Regions from separate parts of the Mus musculus genome. Here all the other regions are linked to region 1. Evidence: chromatin contacts called from public Hi-C and promoter capture Hi-C data. All regions are on one chromosome and are shown on one strand. The core of a region is the stretch at or near the end of the contact, and the rest is flanking DNA. Distances in the headings are between cores, read along the strand shown. Region 1 has its middle 28 kb from the start of Gm28175. Region 2 has its middle 31 kb from the start of Dalir. Region 3 has its middle 93 kb from the start of 4930448I06Rik. Region 4 has its middle 79 kb from the start of Gm35935.

Evidence for each region. Promoter capture Hi-C pulls out the DNA fragments that hold promoters and counts their contacts. A called contact is a pair of places that touch in the nucleus more often than the background predicts.
Region 2: a promoter capture Hi-C map of hippocampal neurons shows a contact between it and region 1, with 4 times the contacts expected there. The contact joins two enhancer-like sites. A contact is called at or near these places in 1 of 39 promoter capture datasets (hippocampal neurons), 2 of 484 Hi-C or Micro-C datasets (both in cortical neurons) and 1 of 115 datasets of contacts at active chromatin or transcription factors (astrocytes).
Region 3: a contact with region 1 is called in a Hi-C map of cerebral cortex, with 4 times the contacts expected there. The contact joins two enhancer-like sites. A contact is called at or near these places in 4 of 39 promoter capture datasets (cranial neural crest, frontonasal cranial neural crest, hippocampal neurons and 1 more), 10 of 484 Hi-C or Micro-C datasets (the HL-1 cell line, brain, cardiomyocytes and 7 more), 3 of 115 datasets of contacts at active chromatin or transcription factors (astrocytes, embryonic hindbrain and forebrain) and 1 of 9 other capture datasets (embryonic trunk).
Region 4: a contact with region 1 is called in a Hi-C map of neural progenitor cells, with 2.5 times the contacts expected there. The contact joins two enhancer-like sites. A contact is called at or near these places in 4 of 484 Hi-C or Micro-C datasets (Sertoli cells, cerebellar granule neurons, cerebellum and 1 more) and 1 of 115 datasets of contacts at active chromatin or transcription factors (astrocytes).

The regions. Positions count from the first base shown.
Region 1 is chr1:42,228,602-42,231,301 of GRCm38.p6, reverse strand. No RefSeq gene overlaps it. Among named protein-coding and RNA genes, the nearest start is that of Gm28175, 28 kb to the left of the region's middle. Within about 2 kb of position 1,446, at least 34 of the 459 cell types and tissues checked have an H3K27ac peak or open chromatin away from gene starts, as enhancers often do. A contact at or near this core is called in cerebral cortex, hippocampal neurons and neural progenitor cells, where this site is marked.
Region 2 is chr1:42,780,306-42,783,005 of GRCm38.p6, reverse strand. No RefSeq gene overlaps it. Among named protein-coding and RNA genes, the nearest start is that of Dalir, 31 kb to the right of the region's middle. Within about 2 kb of position 1,280, at least 9 of the 459 cell types and tissues checked have an H3K27ac peak or open chromatin away from gene starts, as enhancers often do. A contact at or near this core is called in hippocampal neurons, where this site is marked.
Region 3 is chr1:41,273,380-41,276,079 of GRCm38.p6, reverse strand. No RefSeq gene overlaps it. Among named protein-coding and RNA genes, the nearest start is that of 4930448I06Rik, 93 kb to the right of the region's middle. RefSeq lists an enhancer at 34-1,604. Within about 2 kb of position 1,324, at least 11 of the 459 cell types and tissues checked have an H3K27ac peak or open chromatin away from gene starts, as enhancers often do. A contact at or near this core is called in cerebral cortex, where this site is marked.
Region 4 is chr1:41,651,559-41,654,258 of GRCm38.p6, reverse strand. No RefSeq gene overlaps it. Among named protein-coding and RNA genes, the nearest start is that of Gm35935, 79 kb to the right of the region's middle. Within about 2 kb of position 1,413, at least 64 of the 459 cell types and tissues checked have an H3K27ac peak or open chromatin away from gene starts, as enhancers often do. A contact at or near this core is called in neural progenitor cells, where this site is marked.

The DNA.
Region 1 (2,700 bases), core at 197-2,696:
GCAGACTTTTGAGTCATTCCAGGGTAGAGGCTTCCCGTATTTGTTTGTTTATTTTCATTTGTCTTTTGGTATAGTATGGGAAGATTGGGGGAAGGGCATGAGAACACAGAAAAGAGGGAGGATACAAAAAGGGACTGACTATAGAGCATCTGTAAACCCAGATATGGAAGTGGGAAAAAACACGCTGTAGTGTACGAGGGGCATGAAAATAATTTATAATGGTAAGAAATAGTTACACTGAAAGGGTTGGAACGTCCATAGAACTCTGCTCATCTTTATGAAGTTTCCGTCTTTCCTCCCTTGGAATAGGTCACCTTATACTCTACTGGTGCGTTTCTTTGGCCACTTGTCAAAGCCATGTTGTGATGGAGGCTGGCTCGTCTCGCGCTTTGCCTGCATGGAGGGCGGGCGTCCGGCTGGAGCTGTGCACACACTCCCGCGCGCTCATGATGTCTTGCCTTGGGAACCGCCTTGGACAGAGAGCATTTGTTGATTGGCAAGATGGCTGGGTGCAAAGACTTTGCCAACCCATACCCCTCTTTTCTTTCCAAACTTGGCTCGAAGTTTCCTTTTTCCTGGAAGCTTCTACGTCTGCTCCCTCTCAATTTTCTCCGTTTGGTCCTTTGTGTACACATCTTACACCCGTGCGTCCACACTGCATGTGTTTTATGCTCGGAGTCCTCTTTCCATTTCAGCTTCAGCGACTTGACCAGACTTAAGCCTCTGCCAGGAGGGAGCCGTGTCTTCAGATTCTCCTCTTGCAGTAATATTCAGTGTCCTAAACACTTCTTCTACATTATTTACCAAACGTTTGTGGAGAGTGGTTGTGTGAGACAGAACTTTTCTTTAAAATCTTGCCTAAGCCATAAAAATTGTCCGTGCCTCATTTTATCAATATTAAGAGTAACCACAATGAAGCATTTTTAACTGTTCTATGAAAATTGATGGATAATTAATGGCAGCAATGCAAGATAGTGATTAAGAGGGCTGGCTTTGGAGCCAGGCTGCCTGGTTTGAATCCTGGATCCACTCTGACTAACTGTTCAGTAATTACAATGCTTGATATGTGTCGCTCCGTTTGGGGCATCTGTGGCAGTCTACGACTTTATCACCTGGACGCCATAGGCGATAGATGCTACACTCATTCCCGTTTTGCACACAGGCTAGGCAAAGTACTCACGTGGTGCTTGCTCTCTGTAGTCAACAACGACAAAGCTAAAACCATTCAATGATTTCAAGTTTTTGCTTAACAGCCAGAATTAGAAGAGACGGCTGCGATGTCTGGTTTCTGCAATCTCCCTCCACTTACCCTGCGTCTTCTGCTCCATGGAGCAACGCAAACCTGGCAGCCAGTGGATTCCGCCATGAGCACAGTTTACAGTGAGCGCAGAGATAAACAGAGTGAAGCCTGCCTGGCTTTCTCGCCAACCCTGCTTTCCCTGCGCGCCACATTCCTGTTACAACAACGTCGCAGCCAAGGGCCCATGAAAGGGTTTACCACTGAGATTGGCTGCCCCTCAAACTGTCAGAACCATTGCCAAGTGTTGCTGTCAAATAGTGGCACATCTCTTCCCTCTCAGAATTCTGAGATTCTCTACGGCTTGGGGAAAAAAAAAAAAAAAAAAGAGTCCATTTGTATGTGTGTGTTATTCGTGTTTCTCTCTGTGTGTTCGCAGGCAGTAGAGGTGACTCGTGTTTTGGTCTAATTTATCAGTGCTGATATCAGAGACTAAGCTCGTCTGAACACATACTCAGGAGTCTAGATTGCAGCGTGCAGCTACTGCATTTTGCAAATGCCAACACTGTATTTTCCACAGTTCAGAATTCTTGATGCACCTCTTTTGTAAATACTATACTTTTTTTAAAAAATTTAAATTTAAGGAACATATTTCACATCCATTATTGAAAACAATCATAAGAATATACTTTATTATTCCCAGCCCAATCTATTATTCTTTAAAATGTTTAAGATAACTGAAATTCTTAGGAACTAAAATAATTTAAGATTTTTCACGTACTAATTCTTTATAAACATTTGCTATTGACATTCCAAGACAGCTACAGAGGGACTAGAGAGCTTAAACCAAATGTGACACACACGGCATAAACACAACAATCAACTCTGATTATTTTTTATTTTTAACAAGAATATTTTTCTGGAATGATCAATTATACCCTTTGATTATCAAATACATACCATCCCGTTTGACATTGATAAAAGCTGAATGAAAAGCTAGCATACTATTGAAGCATACATAGCATCCCATATACATACATACAAACCCAGCCCTGGGATGACAGGTATGCATAACCATGCATAGCCTTTTGAAGACATGATGACAATGAAGCTGAGAGAAATGACCTCACGTGGCTTTGCCACATGTGGACATTTGTGTGTGTGTGTGTGTGTGTGTGTGTGTGTGTGTGTGTGTTTCTATGTCTGTATGTGTGTGTGTGTATTTGTATGCATATAAGTATTCCTTTTTATGGGCTTGTGTGTGTGTGCATATGTGTGTATATGTGTGTATGTGTATTTGTATGTATACAAGTATTCCTTTGTATGTGTGTGTGTGTATATATGCCTTTGTGTGCATGTGTGCATATGTATGTGTCTATGTATGTGTATGTATATTTGTGTGCATACAAGTATTCCTTTGTATGTGCTTATATGTGTATACATGCCTCTGTGTGTGTGTGTGT
Region 2 (2,700 bases), core at 31-2,530, 550 kb before region 1:
TGTGTTGACCACTGACCCCGGTGCTCAGCTATGTGACCCACCCCCCCCCATTCAAAATGTGCTGCAGTAGGGAATTTCTATCACACTAACAGCCCTCCAGCGTCCAGTTAAAAGGAACTCTCACAGTTCCAAAAGCTCTCCTGACTGTCCTCAAGTGAGCTCTGTCTTGCTTTGGTGGCTTTTAACATGCATTTGTGTTATTATAGCAGTGTTTGATACTGGGTAACTTGTTTTAAAAAAAAAGAGACCTACTCAGTTTACACCTTTGAAGGGTGAAAGTCCACGATCAGGTGTTTCTATCTATTTGGCTGCTAGCAAATGCCCTGGCTTCGTTGGAATCTTGTAGAGAAAGGAAAAGGTACATGTGTGACCTTGCTTTATAGCAGCCTGCTTTCTAGAGAATTAACTCCCTCCTGGGATAACCAGTACTGCTTCACAGTGCTGCTGTGTCCTATCCTAACTGCCTCGCATTATAGGCTCCACTTGAGAGATTTATCATTGTGATTCTACAGTCCTACCCACCTAGCCCGCAGCACGTGGACCGTGGGGCATGCACTCTACACAAATGCAAGTCACTGCTGTCTTAAAAAAAAATCTGTTACTTTACCTAGGGCCGGATAAGCATCCGAGCTCCTTGCAGCCTGACACACAGGTTTGCCACTGGAGAAGCCAGGCTTCCCGACTAGCTCCTGCTAGCTCTGGCTTATACCCACCACCAAGGGTGCTCAGTGAACGTTTCCAGAAGAATTGATCGGAGTTTGGGTCTTATAGGAAGACAAGATAATCTGTGTTTCTGGCTTCTAGCTGAACTGTGCTCCATACTCGGGAGATGTGGTTTCAATTCTCTAGAGGTACAGAAAGAAAAATGACCCACCATGCGAGTTTCTAAACAAGAACCAGTTATGCACACAGAAATGCTGGGAGGCACAGCTCAGCTAATCTGCAGCCCTGAGGGTGAACCCAAATACGTAGCAGGTGCTTGGTTCCGTCTCCTGCTCCCTTCTGAGCTGTTGCCCCCTCAGCCTTAAGCTTCCTTTGGGGTTTTTGCCTACTTTAACTTTAAAGCCCCTGACTTAAGATATCTAGCCTACACCGAGAGTTTCCCATCAGCGCTAATGTGGGTGAGATTTATGCTTATTGAGTGCAGAGCCAAGATTTCAAACTTCTCTGTATCAGTCACAGCAGCCAGACCAGAATGGAGTCCAGAATTATGAGTTCAATCGCCATCCAACCAGTGAGCAGGCCTGGCAGGAGCCTTCTGCAGATGCCTTCCCTTCCCAGCGCTCTCCTGGCAGACAGCTTGGGAACACTGTGGGAGAAAGGCTGCAGTTTCCAGCAGACACTTCTCTCGTGGAAGATGGATGGCAACGTGGAATCATCCTAACAGCTATGGCAAGAGGAACTTCCTGTGTGCGTCTGACAGGACACACGCTGGGTTTATTCCATTTACACTCATCATTTCACCAAATCCTTATGTACCTCTATAAGGAGTGTGCTAAGGATCCTATACACTGTCACACAAAAGGAACGAAGGGCTGCTTTGGGAATCTCAGGAACATGAGTCGCACAACCCCTAAATGAGCCGGAAAACGTGCCTTTCCTCTGGCCCTAATATTAACTGTAACTATACCAGAAGCCAAAGCGAAGAGTTTGACATCTCGATTTCCTCACAAACAGTAATTGTTCTAAAGAAAGGGGCCAGGAGATGCTGTCTCTGTCTTCTGGGTTGCTGTAATCAGTCTGAGTTGAGGATGGTCTTTTCCCTATAATTGGGCAAGAAGCTAAGGAGTAAGTATTTGATAGAGGGCTATACTTGTCTGATTGACTTCAGGCACATCCAAACAGTCTACCAGGGTATCCCTCTAAGATATGTCTGCAAGAGCTGGAGAGCTGTATAAACGTTAAATCCTGGAAAAGTTATGCTAGCAGACTCTACCTCTCCTCAAGGGACACTATGTCAGATATCAACAATAAAATTATTAATGACGATCGCTTTTCACTTAAACCAAGTCACTTATACGGAATTGCACTTAGGTAGGTCTAAAAACAGGTTCAGAGTCTATCTCTCCTTGGAGGTGACTGGCGTGTCTTTTTCTCCATTCAAACTTAGAGAAAATGCCCAAGCTTAGAAGCAAACTTACTTCTCCAGGCTTATTGGAACTCAGAACACATCCCCTTGACAGACACAACAGGGATTAATGAGCCATGGCCAGAAGTTTGATTTTTCTGTCAAGTGCTCCCATCCGTTTTTAATAAACAGAAGAACAACAGCAACTTCACTGCCTGCTCCCCGTCGCATAAGTGGGGCTGCCTGCTCCTGGTAGCCTGAGTGGAGAGTGGCGTTCGGACGGTAAATGATGGACGAATGCGTTTATGAGCCCCTTCGGTCCGCTTCTCCTGTGGCTGGCTTTTCACCCAAGTTCCATTTCTCTGCCTCTATTCAATGTGGGCGGCCCAGAGCTTTGCCAAGGGAAATCGTCAAGTGCGATATCACATTTACAGCTAAACGGCTTCAATTTCGTGCCACTGGGGCACTATCTGTGGTGTAAAGCTGCCAAAATACCCACTGTTTTCCCGTTAAGCCACGCTGGGTGCTTTCACAGAAGCCCGCTTCCTGGGAGGACAAGAAGTTGAGCCAGAGTACAGCTACCCTGCAAACAGCAGATCATAGGAAGCAGGTAGGGCTGAAGAGCAACACCT
Region 3 (2,700 bases), core at 75-2,574, 960 kb after region 1:
TTTAGCAGTGTTTTCTCAAATCTTCAAAGCTTGCCTTGATGGTGTGCTGGAGTAATTGAACCACTCCGGCTTTTTACATAGGGACATCTTATCTCTCTTTCATTTCCCAGGCTGTGGCTTCTTTTCCATTCCCATGAAATCCATGTACACACTTTAGAAGCCCTCCTGAACAAGCTTGCTTCTAAGTTTCACAGAGCCCTTAGCACGATTTGAATACGAAAGAGATACTGAATAAAAAGCTTTAATCTCTTGTCTGCGCTCCTGCTTTCTCGCCTCCCTTCATCTCCTCCTCTTCCAAGGGCTTTTCTATGTGAGTAAACTGAACATTTTTCTGTTTAAAGTGAAGTGTAACGTTGAAGAAGATGCCTTCTGGAGGTTGGGATGGGGGGGGGGGTGCCTCTCCTGCAAATCTCTTCTGTCAGATTGGAGCTGCACTTGTGAGCCAGCCACGGTGCCTTCTGTTAAAGCTTTACAGGTACAAGATTAGCAAAGAGCTCTCAGTGAACAAAAATCACTCAATCCGCAGAATATACAGGGAGGTATCAGATGTGCCCTCCACCTCAAATGCTGTGGGGCTCTCTCCTCTGATACCTCTTCCCCTCGGTGAGTTGGAACTGCTTGAAAGGATTTTCTGTTCTCTGGTCTCTTGTCAATTTGAATGCCAGGAAATGAGCCCCCTTTGTAAGATTAATTAATAGCAGGAGCGGATCGGCCGAGCCCAATCGCCACTCAACGGAGCTGTAATTGCTACTTTGTGGAAAGGAAAGGGAAAAAAAAGTTTGGGTTGCCGTTTAAGAAGAGGGTTTAAGGAAAGTTCTTTGAACTAGAGGTCTCAGTGCACTGGATTAAGGCAAGAAGCAAGGAGGCCTTTGAAGTTTGCTAAGAGGTTTTGAAGGGGGGAAAAGTTGGGTGGCAAAGGAGAGCTGGCAACATCAAACGCTCACTCTGCTGGCTCCTCACCTGCTTGCTAGCCAGAGGGACCTGCTGCAGCACTGCCTGGCCGGCTGCGGACCAAGGCAAGGATGCTTGACTGGGGGGCAGCTTGGGTCCCTTGCTCGGGACAGGAGCTCAACTGCTTGACTGTTCTTGACAGTACACTCACTAGGAAGAAGCAGACAGGAGGCAAAGGATAGCCAACTCTGATTCCTCCGGCTTTTCAATACCACTCTCCGTCCTAGGATCTTCAAAGCCACTTACAAAACTTCCTCTGCTTATCACTTAGCAATAAGGTATTGATAAGAAAGTCTGGAGTTCCTGCAAGGCGCGGATCTGCCCCCTGTCTGGAAATAGGAATTAGCTTATGCCATGCATTCATTCGCAGCAGGGACAATGTCGCCCCCAAGGGGGTGAAACTAATTCTTGGGTGGGTAGGCTGGGGATAGTAAAACACAGTCTTAGATATTGTGACCATGGTGATTCCCAGAGGAATAAATACCACACAGCCACATCAACAGATAGACTAGAGTAGGAATAATGGAAACCCAAAGAATACTGCCAGTTTCCTTAAGAGTTTCAATTAAAATAAAACATACTGAAGATCACCCATGAAGGCAGAGTCTGTAATAAAATGTAGCATGACTTTCACTTCACATGGGCCATGAGCTGGCCATAGGTTAACTCAGTACATGTACCTCATATTTGATTACATATATATATATTTTTTCTGGAGATTTTCATTGAGATCCCTGGTAGACTTTAATTCTCATCTCTACAAATTATCTATATACTCAGATTTTAAGACTGCTTTTGTCTTGGAAAAAAAACCCATCAGATTCATTTGTTTGGATATATTTGGCTACCTTATGAAATATTTTATGCTTTAAATTCAGAACTTCCAAAATAACCTACAAGATTAAAATGGCTGCTGGTAGAGTGCTTGCCTAGCATATGTGCGGCCTTGCATTCCATCTTCAATCCTGCAATTAAAATAAATAAACTAAACATATATAATATATAAATTAAAAGATATAAAATATAATGTGACCTGAAAGATTTGTTATATTAGCGCAGTTTATCCTACCCATTCAAACTCTGTTGTTTAACTTGTCTTATTTATTACCTTAAGTTTTCATTTCAAGCAAAAATTTAGGAGTTTTGTTTGTTTTGGTTTGTTTGATACCATCAAAGTAATCCAGCAAACAACAAACTAAGCAAGCTTCGGGGTTACTCTGGTGTTTATTAGCTAATTGGGTGGTTTTAAACATTTTATTAATTTAAATTCAAGGATTTGGCTTTCATTTTTAAGACTTCACTACCAAGTGAAGTTGCAATTCAACAAAACGTGTACATTTTTGGTGGCATACTTCAATAGTGAGAAAATACTGAGTTTTTGTTTGGAATACATAATAATGCTGACTTGTCCTCCATTATAGTAATAAGGAGTACTTAAAAGATGGAGAATCAATCCAGCTGGGGGTGAATAAGCAGGATCCTTTAATCCATGTCTGGAGCACGCTTGCCAGTTAGAGATTTTAGTTCTCTCCTGGATGCGAGAAACTTCGGGGATGCTCACCCTTAAACTTTTCCCACCCAGCAATATGTGGCACAGTAGAAGGAAGCCTTCTCTCTCCCAGTGAATTCAGTCCACTGTACTCTGGAACAGCACAGGGGCCCAATAGAGTATCCTTCTCAGCAAAAGAGACCTGTGACATTTCCAGACTCCCCTCTTCATTGACTCTATCCCCACATCAGACTGTGACA
Region 4 (2,700 bases), core at 164-2,663, 580 kb after region 1:
CTGTCTTGGGAATCTCAGATATTGTTTTATCCTTCCTTCCTAATATCTAATAAAATTTAATAACTGTTGAATGGTTATCGGGAAGTCATAAGACATCTCAGTCAGTCTTCTTCCTGAATAGAGGACAGTTGATAATCATATGATCTGTCTTTTCTTTTTAATTTTTGCCACGAAAGGTCTAAATAGACCATCGTGAATACATGGAATTAAGATCTTTTTGTCTTTTCGGGTGCCAATAGACCTGATAAAAATTAAATACATTAAGAGGGAACAAAAATTACCTTAACATTAATTTTAATTATTACTGGTCATTTCAGATTTTTTATTGCATTTCACTCACTTGGTGACTGTATTTTCTTATTTTTGGTACAAATGTAATCATTATTCTATTATCATATGAAGAACAGCAACTCACCTTTCCCTGTACAAATGATCTTTTTATTCTGCTTTTTACAGAAAGAATTATTTAGGGATCTGAAATTATCTGACACAAAATGTCTCCTTGGAATTTTTATAAAAAGTAAAAATATGTCTAAAATATTACAGTGTTTATATTCTATTTTACATGGCTAAGCTTTTTAGATATTCTCATGAAGGTGGAGCTTGATGCATTTTCTAATATCAATCATTGATAATTTTAATCTGACATATTATTAGTAGTTAAAACCTGATCCTTCTGCATTGAACAAGACCACAATTTCTATTGATTCACTAAAACTAACCAAATCTGCTAATACCTTCTCTGACAAATAACCTAATTTGTTGTGTATATATCTTGATACTCTCATAAAAAAAATTCAATAATGCTACTGGGACAGAAAGGAACTTTTAGAAAATAAACAACATCCCCGTGTACTGTTCCAGTTTCACCAAAGTGTTTGTGGCAAAGCTGTACTTGTTTGCTTATAGATCTCCCCCTCCTCGTCCACTTTCACTATCAGCTTTGAAAATTCAAAAAGCTCTGTTCCATGATCCCATATTGGCTAGGCTCCAAAGGAAAGCAATGTTTCACTTGTAAATACCCATGACATGACTCTGTCTGATAGGAAGACCTGCGAATCTCTGCTACATCCAGCAAGTCTGTGTTCTGTGCTTTCCAGACAAAAAATTTGTAATTCATATTTCCTTAGGCCAGAATTCTGAAATGAATGCCCAAAAGGGATGTTATTTGTATAAGAGGTACTTGCAAATATGCCGTCAGTTCTCCTTTGAGTAGGGCTCTTCTGTCTTAGACCAGACTCTTTGTCAAAGGGGACCCTGTCACTTGTCCTGGTAGTTAAAATGTAGAAACAAAATCTCTCCTTGGACTGAGTCTTCACATTTTGAAAAATTGCCACAGCGAATTCCCCAGCCTGCCAACTTGGCAGATCCTGAGCTTGAAGCTGGAGGCAAGCCAGGCATCAATGGCACATTCCAAACCCCTGAGTCAGCACCAGGGCTGCCATTTTCTGTCTCATGTGCAGGAAGGCATGCCACTCGTGTCGTGAGCCAAGCCCGCATCTCCATTGTGAAACCCAGACAACTTTCACATTGTGACTCTGTAACCTAGAAAAGGGAATACAGGAAATGGGTGAGTTTTAATCAGTTCTGATATGGGAGAACTCCTTAAGTTGGATGCATTTGAACTCCTCCGTTTTTCCAGAAAGTGAGCTAGAAGTCTGAATAATTTTTTTTTTTTGGCTTAAGTTGTAAAACACAGGTCCTGACCCCTTGTCGTCATTAAAGATCCCATGGGCTCTTTTCAAAGGACTAAGGGGGATTAACCTTTCTGTTCTGGCTAAATTCCTAATTGGATAATTACATTCTGCCTCCCTAAATTATCCCTGTAGCTCCAATTGGATATGGAATTTTCACTTCCTGTCATAAAAGGTTGTGGGGTGTTAGGACATTTCACCCTGGGGGTGATGCCAATTAAGTCGTTAGTGAGGTGAAATCTGTATGAGGTTTGTCTTTCTTTTTACCATCCCTTTCCCCACCTCCTTATTTGGAGTTTAAAATGTGTGGAAATCACTCAGTCATTCATAATGAAAGGGATGTCATACGTTAGCAATGCTGCTTATCGTCACCTTATTTCTAAGAATATAATAAAAGCAGTCAATAATTGATAAGCGTCTGCGGGAGCACTATCATTCCACTGAACAAAAGCATTGTTTGAGATGCTGCTGTCCAAACCCACGAGGAAAGGGTTTCTGAGGCAAGTTCACACACACGGGTATTTTTGTTCGCGAAGTCTGGGGCGGCTCCCGGAGACTGTTCAGAGCCTTTGTGGATTGTTGGCTCAGCATTCACTGAAACATTTAGGCCCAGGGCCAGGGCCAAGGGGAGCCAGTGTCTCTCCTGCATATGGATGTGGGCATTAACTGCATTAATGGTGGGTAGATTACACATGCTCTTGGTTTGGAAAGTAAAGGTCACACATCAGTCTCTTCAGCTGTATTTATCCACACTGAAAATCATGGCCCATAGAATCACCCTTGAACCTCAAAAGTAACACAGCCAGCAATACCCTATACTTACCCAGAGGTGAAGAAAAATTAACAGCCGGCTTGGACTCCTTATTTATTTATGCTTTTGCTGTTAGATTGGTCAAAAAGAGCTTTTGTGGATCAACTATAATCATGTGTATAGTTTGAAATAGGTTGTTTCACTCAAAGATACTACAATGGGTTTTCTAGTTCTATCACAGGACATGTGATTTCA